2 separate regions of the Gossypium hirsutum genome follow, and region 2 is linked to region 1. The links are chromatin contacts, called in public Hi-C maps. All regions are on one chromosome and are shown on one strand. The core of a region is the stretch at or near the end of the contact, and the rest is flanking DNA. Distances in the headings are between cores, read along the strand shown.

Evidence for each region. Hi-C and Micro-C count contacts between places; a contact is called where the count stands out from the background.
Region 2: a Hi-C map of leaf shows a contact between it and region 1, with 2.1 times the contacts expected there. The contact joins the enhancer-like site here to the promoter of LOC107932616 in region 1. A contact is called at or near these places in 14 of 34 Hi-C or Micro-C datasets (anther, callus, cotyledon and 5 more).

The regions. Positions count from the first base shown.
Region 1 is chrA12:87,428,563-87,434,082 of Gossypium_hirsutum_v2.1, reverse strand. It overlaps LOC107932616 (4-hydroxybenzoate polyprenyltransferase, mitochondrial), which reads right to left and starts at 1,486. Exons shown (of 5, transcript XM_016864677.1): 1 at 989-1,486; 2 at 758-893; 3 at 429-550. The coding sequence starts at 1,344.
Region 2 is chrA12:87,476,704-87,482,684 of Gossypium_hirsutum_v2.1, reverse strand. No RefSeq gene overlaps it. Among protein-coding and RNA genes, the nearest start is that of LOC107932613, 11 kb to the left of the region's middle. Within about 2 kb of position 1,579, at least 9 of the 9 cell types and tissues checked have an H3K27ac peak or open chromatin away from gene starts, as enhancers often do. A contact at or near this core is called in cotyledon, fibers, hypocotyl and 1 more, where this site is marked.

The DNA.
Region 1 (5,520 bases), core at 237-2,736:
TAAGGGTTATTTAGAGGTCAATTTGCCTACGATCCCATAGTATAGTAAGAAAATTCAATTAAACTAAAATATATAATAAATATTATCCTTTAAGCCCTTTTTTGTTTTTCCCCCCCTTTTTACATTAATTTATATACAATCATCAGTACCCAGTATGTTAGTCTCTTCATGAGAGGATAGGTACAAATTAGGAATATGTATGCAGCCTCATAGATCGCGCTGTAAACAAGAAACACGAAAGCCAATATCAGATGGAAATCAAAATAACTAATTATGAAATATATAAAATTAGTTTATGCAAAAAAAAAAACCTTAATTTGCAATATATATCAAGACAGTAACCTATAATAAAGCATTAAATTGATATGAAATTTTACATAAATGATGGTTATGATGTGTGGAAACAAACGAAAGGAATGCAGTGAGACCTGTAGTTGGTGAGTTGGAGGAAAATTCCATGACTCAGTAGCAATTGAAACGCAAAGAAACAAAGTCCTTGAAATGGTGTGACAGCCCCACTTACCATTGGTCTCTCTTTTGTACGCTCCACCTGCATTTTACCCAATTTCTTTTACATATCAACTTCACTTAATAAAATGTGTCATAAGTACTTGCTGGTACAATAAATATTTCCGGCAAAATAAGGCGATTATTTAATAGAAAAAACCCAAAAAATATTTGCTCAGAACTCTATCCAACTTTGTTAGCTTTGGTCGAAAATAATATTTACACCGTCTTGCATGAAGAAGTAATTTACCATTTTATCAAAATCACGATCAAAGAAATCATTTATGGTACAAGCAGCACCCCTAAAAAATGGAGCTGCACAAGCAAATACAGCTAAATTCTTGAAATCAGGAATATTTCCAGTCGATGCTGCTAACGTAGCTGACCTATACGTACACAAAGTTTTTAATTAAGGAATTGAAGTATATATGATTCCATATTATCAAATAAAATGGAAGGAAGGGAAGGAAGAGTTTGTTACCAGGCAAAGGGAAAAAGAAATAACCAAGTACCGATGGGCTTATCTACGCGAGCCAGCTTAGCGAAAGGCTGAATTTCTTTGGGTAAGTAATCAATCCACGATGAAACTTGGACCACTTTCTCATTCGGTTGCCCATTAATTAGCTTTTCATCATCTTTGCTTACTGGAGATGTGGTTGTGGACATGCAAACCATTCCGGCTTTGTGATTTGAGGAACGCAATGACAAGTTTTTTGGAGAAAACAATGATGGAGTGGTGAAGAATGGGGTGTAATTTAAAACAGGATGAAGCTTCAACATCCTTGTTGTCAAGGGGGTTCGGAGGCCAGAAGTAGCACCACCTGAAAGGGGAGCCATTTTTGTGTTTACAATAATGAATGTTTGGGTGTTTGAATGAGGTATAGGTAGTTGTTCACCTTGATCACAAAGATGGATTATTAAACTTTGGTGAAGGGTGAAGTTAGTGGTACTATAAATGTTTGATGAGTTTGAGGGAAGCCCCAACTCAAAAGAAAGGTTCTTGGTTAAGAAATAAAATTATGCACTTTAATAGCAGACCGCGAATGGCAACAATTTTCGTGGAAAATAAAATCCAAAAATGGATCAAACTTTCTAAAATTTCCCAACTTGGCAGTGGTTGCTGCCGAATATGGATTTGAATAAGAGCACATGTTAGCCTATCACAGTCAAAGTGGTACGCACAAAGAAATGATGTACTATTATATATTATAATTAATGTTTGTTTCTTACTTGATAATTAAAAGAATATTAATCTAAATTAAACTTTAATAATTGCATATATAAATTATATATAATAATGATCGATAAAGGTTTATTTTATTTGCTAACCAACTAAATTATTATATGATTTTTTATTTCGTTTAGTCATGTAGTGTATGATTAATACAAAATAGAAGGATAATTAAAATTTTAGTAAAATAACAATTAAAAATTAATTTATTGTTAATTTATATACTAAGATAAAATATATGAATTTTAATAAAAATTATACATAAATTTTGATTTAATGTGTAATTATATAAAGAGAGGCATGTGTAAAGAAAAAACTTGTTTAAAGCTGCTTGGTGATTTGCTGCTGAAGTAGAGTGGATGATGCTGGGATGCTCTGCTGTTTCTGCAGCAGAATAGAGCGGGGAAGTCTGTGGTTTAATGTTTTTTGTCTGCATAGTGGTAATTGCTAGGTTGTTTTGTTTTATTTTTTATTTTTTTTTAAACTTTGTTTGATGTTGTATGGATTGTTTTGTATTTTACTGACCTTACAAAAAAAAATATATCTTCGGTGTTGGGTGCATGAAAACAGTGCCCATAAAAATATTTATTTATTATTTTAAGAAATTCTTTACAATTTTTTGCCCAAACAAATATCATTTCTTTCATTGCGATTCAATTAGAGCAAAACAAAGTAACAACTCCACCTGTACAAAACAAATGACACGTAAAAATAAAAGAAAAATCTTTACGTTTATTATATCACTTTTATTAAATTAAAACGAGTTTTTTTTTTCATTTTTATGAGCTTGTTTAATTGATGTTATTAGGAATAATTAAAGATATTAAATTTAATTTTATTTAATATTTTAACACGTTACTTTAATTGAATTCATGAAAATTATATCTTTAGCATTAATGAATGTGTGTTGTGGGGTGAGATATCCTTCAAATGACTTAATTAGAGGTCCATAATAATTTTATTTGTCTCTTCAGATTTTATTCGTTATAAATAAGTGGTTTTATATATAAAATAATTTTAGGCTTAAAATAGAATTTATATTGTGATTTTTCATCAAATAAAGAAAATAAGAACTATGTTCAAAAAAAAGAAAGAAAGTGAGAGTCAAATCAACAAAATTAATATATATATATATAAAACAGATGCATGTATTATTATTTATGTATTTTTTATTTTACATTCTTTCACATGATTAATTATAAGGTTTATAAATTTAACAAGTTCAATTAATCAATATGAATTATCAAATTAAATTAATTAATTTATAAGAGTTACTAAATTTAAGTAATCAATTTATAAGTTTACGATGTTTCAAATTCTTAGTAGAATATTTAATTATGGAATTTAATAGTTTCTTGAATTGATGTCTTTAAATCCACTCATTGAGGATTATTTCCATTTAATAAAATATGGTTAATAAATTTTTTCACGTGAAATTTAATCATTTTATTAAAATGATATTTTAATTGAGATAATTTTCAATAAATGATAATTAATAAGATTGTCTATATGAAATAACTATGATTTTACTTAAAATTTTAGATAATATGTTAGAGAGCTAATTTAATAAAAAACGTATTTCATAACTAAGAATGTTGTTGTTATAAGTAAAAAATTATTATAGAGAATGATAAGCTATAAAAATAACATATTTTAATCTCATTCTTAATGCGTTTTTGGATGATTAATTATGCAAATTAGTGAATTTGATACTCCTAATCCTTTAAATTCATGTTTCTATACTTAGGAGAGCATATGGGAGTGAAAGGAGCAAAAAAGAGCCAAAATTGAACAAATAGAGCTGTATCCACATGGGTTGGACATACTCCCATGTGCCAGCCCGTGTCGATTTCACACCCTGTTTCCCAAATACGTAAAAAAAAACTCAATTTTTAGGCTTTCTAACCATTCTAAAGTCTATAAATACCCATTAGAAGAAGACGTAAGGGGGCAATCAGAGAAGATCGAAGAAAACGCTCGAAGAACACCACCGGAGCCAACTCAGAAGCAGATCTCCATTAAGATTGAAGATCTCTTTTTAATTTCTTTCAAAGTTTTATTGAGTTTCTTTATGTCTTATGGTTTTTCTGACTTTGAGATGTTTACATTCAGGATTATGAACTAATCTCCTAGATACCTAGGAAGGATGAAACCTATGATGAATCCTTTTATTTAATTCAGGTTTTTACGCGACAAATATTTGGTTTTTGTTCTCAATTATGTATGCTTATTTCTTGTTTTAATATTTCTGGGATATTAATTCATGTTTAATGTGCTTAATTTAGTGGAGCAAAGGCCATGTTTAAGAGTAGATCTAGCATAATTAAGTGGAGTTGCATGCAATACTTGAAATAGGACGACATAAATCTACCAGATTAGAGTCAAATCTAATAAGGGAATCCAGAGATCTAGTTAATGCGACGATAGGGGTTTTAATTAGAAAGAAATTTCAATTAATCAACTTAGAGTCAGTTGTTCTTACTCTCGAAAGAGATATTAAAATAATTTAGGGATTTCTACGGATCAAGACAAGTGAATAAATCGTTTAATTTAGATTCATAATGATAGGTGAAGTCTAGGTGAATTCTTTCCTGTGTATTGCTTATCTCATTGGTTAATATTCGATTATTTCCTCGATTCATTCTCTGTTGCATTCTTAGACAAATTAGTTTAGTAATTTTAGATTAAAACGCAATCACTCCAATTTGTCAGCTAAATAATAAGAAGACAATAATTACTAGTACTTCTAGTCTCGTGGATACGATATTCTCTACTCACCATATCTATACTATTATTTAATAGGTGCACTTGTCTTTGTCGTATTTTTAGTTAGTTTTGTGACCATCAGAAAATAAAAATAAAATATAAAAAATTATTTTTTAAAAATTCAATTTTTATAGCAAAATGTTGTTATAGTATGTGGTTGTTATAGAGAAGGCTCACTCTAAATGAAGAAATTTAAAGGCGTATTCAAAAATTGGTGCTGACAAAACATGAATATATGACCATTTTTAATAAACATGGGAATCATACATCTATGCTTACCATGATTTAAGTCCCTAACTAAGTTGGTGTCACGAGTGGCACAAATTCGGTTAGAAAAATTACGAAAATAAAAAATCAAGAAAAAAACTTATAGTAGGAATTGAATTCACGCCAATTGGATTTATAAAACTTTAAATTTAACACTCAACTAAAACTTCAGTTTTATAAATTTTATACATTTTTATTTTAATATGCACAATTTATTATCTCCATTAGTTTTATATCTATACTATTATTTAAGCTCCTGGCTGAGTTGATGTTACTAGTCAATTGAACACCAACTCGGTTACGAAAATTATAGAAATACCCTTACAATTACAATAAATTATATTATTTGAGGGTACTTTAGTCTTTTTATTTTAAAAACTAATAAAAAATTGCATATGGTAAGACCCCATGTCAATTGCATTAGTAAAACATTTTTTTAACCACTCAACTAAAGTTTTATTTTAATATTTTCATATGTTGTAATTTTATTAACCTCCATTAATTGTATATATTACATCTGTGTTCTAAGTACGTAATTTTCACATGCATACATGTGTGATAAATTTCTAGTATTATTTAAGTCCCTGACTGAGCTGGTGTCACGAGTCAATTGGGTACCAAGTCGGGTATGGAAATTACAAAAATGTCCCTTCTTAATTAAAATAAGTTATATTATTTGAGGGTACTTTAGTCTTTTTGTTTTAACTTATAGTGATAAAAATATGCATATGATAAAATTTGAACCCACA
Region 2 (5,981 bases), core at 330-2,829, 49 kb before region 1:
TTTATAATACAAAGATGAAGTTTCTAAAATAGTTTCATATATACATAAAGAAAAATTACTTGGTGAATCATAAAGCAAAAAGTAATAGAAAAAATTTATTAAAGTAATAGATGTATTAATATATATAAATATTTAAACAAGAGGATATATAAAAATATTAAAATAGCTTAATGCGAAAAGAATTTTAAAATGATGATTTTATAAAACAAAATAAAGTTATTAAGATGGCTCAGTTCATGTACAAAAATATTGTGAATCCTCAAAATAATAGGTATTATAAATTAAAAACTCAATGAGAATAATATGTATACTAATATGTATAAAATATATAAAAAAATATTGTGCAAAATATAAAAATAATAAGATAAAAGAAACCTCAAAATAATTGTACAAATAAAAACAAATAAAATCATTAAAATAAATTAACATATACAAAAATATTAAATGTATTTTAAATTAGCAGATTATACAAATGAAGGACCAAATTAAGATTAAACCTAAAATAAAAGGGATAATTTACAAATAAAATAGTTTAAAAAATACGTGCAAAGCATATAAATGTACAGGGACTAGAACTGGAAATAATCCAAGTCCCAAAACGCTGCACCTTGGAGCGAACTAAAATGAAATAGCATACAAATTTTTAGGGAAAAATTAAAATAAAACACTTGGATGCTAATGGGGGTCTGCTGAGATGCGGCGCAAAAAGTGAGGGATTAATCGTGGAAATTTCCCATTTGACATGCAAATGCACATATCGGGTCTGAGCATGGATCAATACGCGGTCCCCACCCTTAAACACCACCGTTTCAATTTATCTCAAAATTAAAAGCCATTTAATGGCAATTCCCTTTTTTCAAGCTACAAACCGAATGCCCAATTATTAGGGTTTCGGCATAGCAACTCTCTCTTATCTCATTTTCTTTGCAGCCAACCTTTTAACAAATATCTACAGCCTAAAATCAACCTGTTAGAGCCTCATTTTACAGTCGCCGGACCCATCATTCAATTTGACGGTCGACGGTGCACGAGCAGAGATCCGATCTTGCCCACAAAGATCACCCATGGAAATTAGGTAAATTAATCCTTCTCTTTTTCTTCTTTTTAAAAAAAACTCAAATCATACGTTAATCTCTTTAAAAAACAAAATAGAAATTCAAAAGAAACAAACATTCGACCCTCGCCCGAATCTCTATATTTTCGAGATATTTGGGTATTCATCGGTGTCGATTCACATACTAAAAAATCGAACCAAACAAAAAGAAAATAAATCGACCGAAAAGAAAAAAAACTTTGAAATCACCTTTGCTATTTTGATTGCTTTTTCTTTATTCTCTCTGTGTGCGTAAGTATTTGCAGTACAAGTGATGACTTTTTATAGCCTGGCAAAATACAGATTTAAAAATAAAAATCTTTTTCTTTTTCTTTTGCTATTTTTCTATTTTACTGCTTCTCGTGTGTTCTTTTGCAGGGGCAGTTGTACAGAAAAGATGGCCCTGGTGACGTGGAGGAGGCCGTTCGGGGAAACTGCTCGTGGGAGCCGACCTTCTGGCACTGTTCTGGCATATTCCAGAAGCTTCTGGTGTTCACAGCTGCTGAGCTTCTCTTTGGGTCTTGTTGGGCCTCAGGTTTGGGCCATTGAAACTGGGTCTAGGGTTTTAATGGTTGGGTCAGATTCATGTAATTGGGTTAAGTCTAGATTTAAGGAGTTTGGGTTCAATTTAATTTAATCCCAAATATTTGTAACCGGACATTGGACTCCTAAATTTGGATTCTTTATTTGCTTTTTTTTTTATTTTAATTTACTTGGACTTATTTGTTTGGCTTATTTTAATGCTTTAAATAGGCCCGAGCAAAATGGGTTAACTACAAAGAAAGAAGCCAATAAAGATTTTGTGATATTTTCCACTAATACCAAGGCTTCAAAGGCTTTTCATGTTGTCACAGACAGTAGAGTCTATGAGGTGGCATCATGATCAATGAACCGATGATGGATTATTAAGGGATTCTGTTGATTCTTTAGCTTAGAAATCATTTGACAATAAATTTTCAAGCTTTGCAAGTGATCCTCGACATGTGAGGCTTGGGCTAGCATATAATGGATTTAATTCTTATAAAATCATGAGTACTTCGTACAGTACTTGGCCTGTAGCGCTTATTCCTTACAATTTGCCTCTGTGGATTTGTATGAAGCAATTGTAACACCCCAAACCCGGCCTAAACGTTATGGGCGAATCTGGCGATGTCACATAAGAGTGTTTTAACTAAACCATTTTGATTCATAAAACATGTCATTCATTGTATTTTACTTATCGTAAATTATAACGAAAAAGTTGTATTGTTTTGAAAACGTTTCTTTATTGCGGAAGTGTTTGAAACTCAATTGATGATTTATTATCTTGAGAACTCATTTTTTTATTTATGAAAATTCTTAGTTTATTTTAGGAAAACCATAATATTGATGTTTTTTATAATCCACATCCACAGTTCAAAACTCAATTAAAATCCAAAATCACATCAACCCTCAACAAATAATAAATAAACCAAAGTAAAAGTCATAACCAAAATGTATGCGGACGTGGTCACCGTCGAGTCCTCCTCTGCACCGATCCACCTACTACTAGGGATTACCTGAATAGATAAATAAATAAAGGGGTGAGTTTTCGCAACTCAGTGTGTACATCCTCAGAGTATAGCATGCAAGCAAACAGATAACAGAATACAATCATACTTCAGGTCTGGGCCCTAACAGGATCATTATCAGATATAGTCTTAGGGCTTCGGCCTATCTCAGATATAGCATGCAGAACAGATCAGATCAACAGAATATGCCCACCATTCCTGCACACCAACTCTGTCTAACCTAACACACCATGTGGGGATAAAATCGTCCCACCTATCCCTACATACCATATATGGGGATACAATCATCCCATCCATCCCTACACACCATAAGGTACCGCAATGCAGTACATATAATAAGTATCCAGCTTAGCTGCCAGATATCAGGCTCATAAAGCCCTATAGATACTCCCTTCTCTTCATCAAACCCACCTTGATGCAATGCATCATACAAATATGGCATGTTATAATGCAGATAAATGGGTTATACATTTATTTTTCAGAACAGATTAGATAATCATGCCAGGTATAACATGCTAACACATACATCACAGCATTAAGAGTCTAGATAAGGGTTACCGACCCTACGACAGGTCACAGTTGACTCGGGTTACCAGTGCAACCTTACAGAACATTTCCAACAAATTGGGTTCACACGCCTATATTCTCTTCTCGTGTGGGTCCACACGCCCGTGTGGGTCACACGGCCCAAATTAGCCTTGCTCGTATGGATCACACGGCCTGGCCTAGATTCCCACACGCCCGTGTGGGCTCACACACACGTGTGGCCTACACGGGCCATTTGCCTGAGCCTGTGCCTCTCACCTACAAGCCATCACACGCCCGTAACCGTCGTGCCCATGTGGCATGTGCACGACCTAGCTCGTCGATCACATGGTTGTGTCTCGCCACACGGCCTGTCAAAACACCCGTGTGGTGTCGACAGTAGCGTTTCTGGCTTTCACTGAAACATGATTTCAAATCGATTAGAGTACACACCTGGTTTCGATTGAAGCCTAACACAATCCCGAGCACTTTAAGACCTATAATCAGTATATCCTACCTATTAGAACCTCATAAATGAGTCTTTTCACTTAACCCCAAATGAAATATCCACTCAAAGAACGATCAACTTACCTTTGAATGGAAAGTAGCAAACCCGAATCCTTAAAGCATTAATGGCTATTCTTCAACCCCTTGACCCACTCCTATTAAATAGCAGAAACCTCTTACCAGACACTTAACTCAAACAATATTCAAGTCGTGCGAAACGAAAAACTTACCAATGAGTAGAACGTCAATGAATCGCAGAAGCCTGTTCTTACGAAATTAACACGAATGAGAAGAATACAGGGGAAATTTCAGCAAAACAGAAAAGAAAAAGATCGTATTGCATTAGAACGTAACCCAAACCCACATATGACACGTTGCTGTACACTACAAAATCCTTACCAAGCTCAGGCTGTATCAGAACTAGAGCCCGAGTCAAAACTGTCTTGAGCTTTTCAAAGCTCTCCTACTGTGCGTCAGTCCAGGCAAAAGGAACTCATTTACGCAGTAACTTAGTCAACGACGCAGCGATCAAGGAGAACCCTTTCGCAGTAACTTAGTCAACGGCACAGCAATCAAGGAGAACCCTTCTACGAATCATCGATCATATCCTGCCAGTCCCAGAAAACTACGAATCTCAGACACATTCTTCGGCTGTTTCCAATCCAACACAACCTCAATCTTACGAGCATCCATTCGAATCCCCTCAGCAGAAACCACATGTCCCAAAAAGGTTACCTCCCTAAGCCAGAACTCATACTTCGTAAACTTCGCATACAACTGTTTCTCATGAAGAATCTATAGAACCACTCTTAAATGCTCATTGTGCTGGTCTTCAAACTTAGAATACACCAAGATGTCATCGATGAACACTACCACAAACCGATCCAAGTAGGGCTGAAACTCACAGTTCATCAAGTCCATAAATGCCGTTGATGCATTAGTCAATCCAAAGGGCATAACTAGGAACTCATAATATCCATACTGAGTCCTAAATGCCGTCTTATACACATCAGCCTCTTTTACTCTTAACTGATGGTAACCAGATCGTAGATCGATCTTTGAGAACACTGACGCCCCTCTGAACTGGTTGAACAAGTCGTCAATTCTCGAAAGTAGGTATTTATTCTTAATCGTCAACTTATTCAACTGACGGAAGTCGATACACATTCTCATCGTACCGTACTTCTTCTTCACGAACAGAACCGGCGCTCTTCATGGAGACACACTAGGACGAATAAACCCACGATCTAATAGCTCTTGAATTTGAGCCTTAAGTTCTACCAGCTCCTTCGGTGCCATTCGATAATGGGCGATAGACACTGAAGCTGTACCAAGAATCAACTCGATCCCAAATTCTACCTCACGACTCGGAGGCAATCCTAGTAATTCATCGGGAAAAACATCTGGAAAGTTTTTCACAGTATGGATATCCTTAACCGAAGAGTCCACAAAATCAGGAACACTGATATAGGCCGAGTATGCCTCACATCCCTTCTTCACAAGCTTCTCTGCTACCAACGCAGATATCACATTACTCAGATAATTCATTCATTCTCCAATCACGACTATTTAATTATCCTCATCGGTCCTAAAAAAACCCTCTTTTCAGCATAATCCAGACTTACACGATGCTTCACCAGCCAGTCTATACCCAGAATTAAGTCGAACTCTCCAAACGGTAGTTCCATCAGATCAGCCAGAAATATCATTCATTGAACTTCCAACGGAACATCTCTGAACAGTTTACTAACCCTAATGACCGCCCTAACGGGCTCACCACTGAAATCTCACTAGAAGTGCTCTCATACGGTATTCCCAGAATCTCAGACATAGAACATGCAACATAGGAATATGTAGAGCCAATGTCTATTTGTGCAACATAAGGTACATCAAGAATTAAAAATGTACCCGTGATGACGTCTAGAGCATCTCCATCCTTACAATGACGTACAGCATAGACAAGTGTAGGCTGCCTCACCTCAGTCGGCCCACCACCTCTGTCTGGCATTCTCTGACCTCGACCCATATTGTTATCACCCCTAGCTTGTCCTCGGCCCTTATGTGGCTGCTGTACCCCTCTCGGCGGCTGTGTAGTCTCAGCGACCGGGGCTTGGATCTGATTGCCCATCAGTGGATAATCCTTAACTCGATGCTCAGTCGACCCATACCTCAAACAAGCTCCAGCAGACCTCCAACACTCGCTCGGATGGCGTCTATTACAAAGCTAGCAAATCACAACCCCAGCAGGTGCAATCGTAGGCCCAACTCTCACGAGCCCATTAGATCTAGCCTTTTTCCTAGGCCTT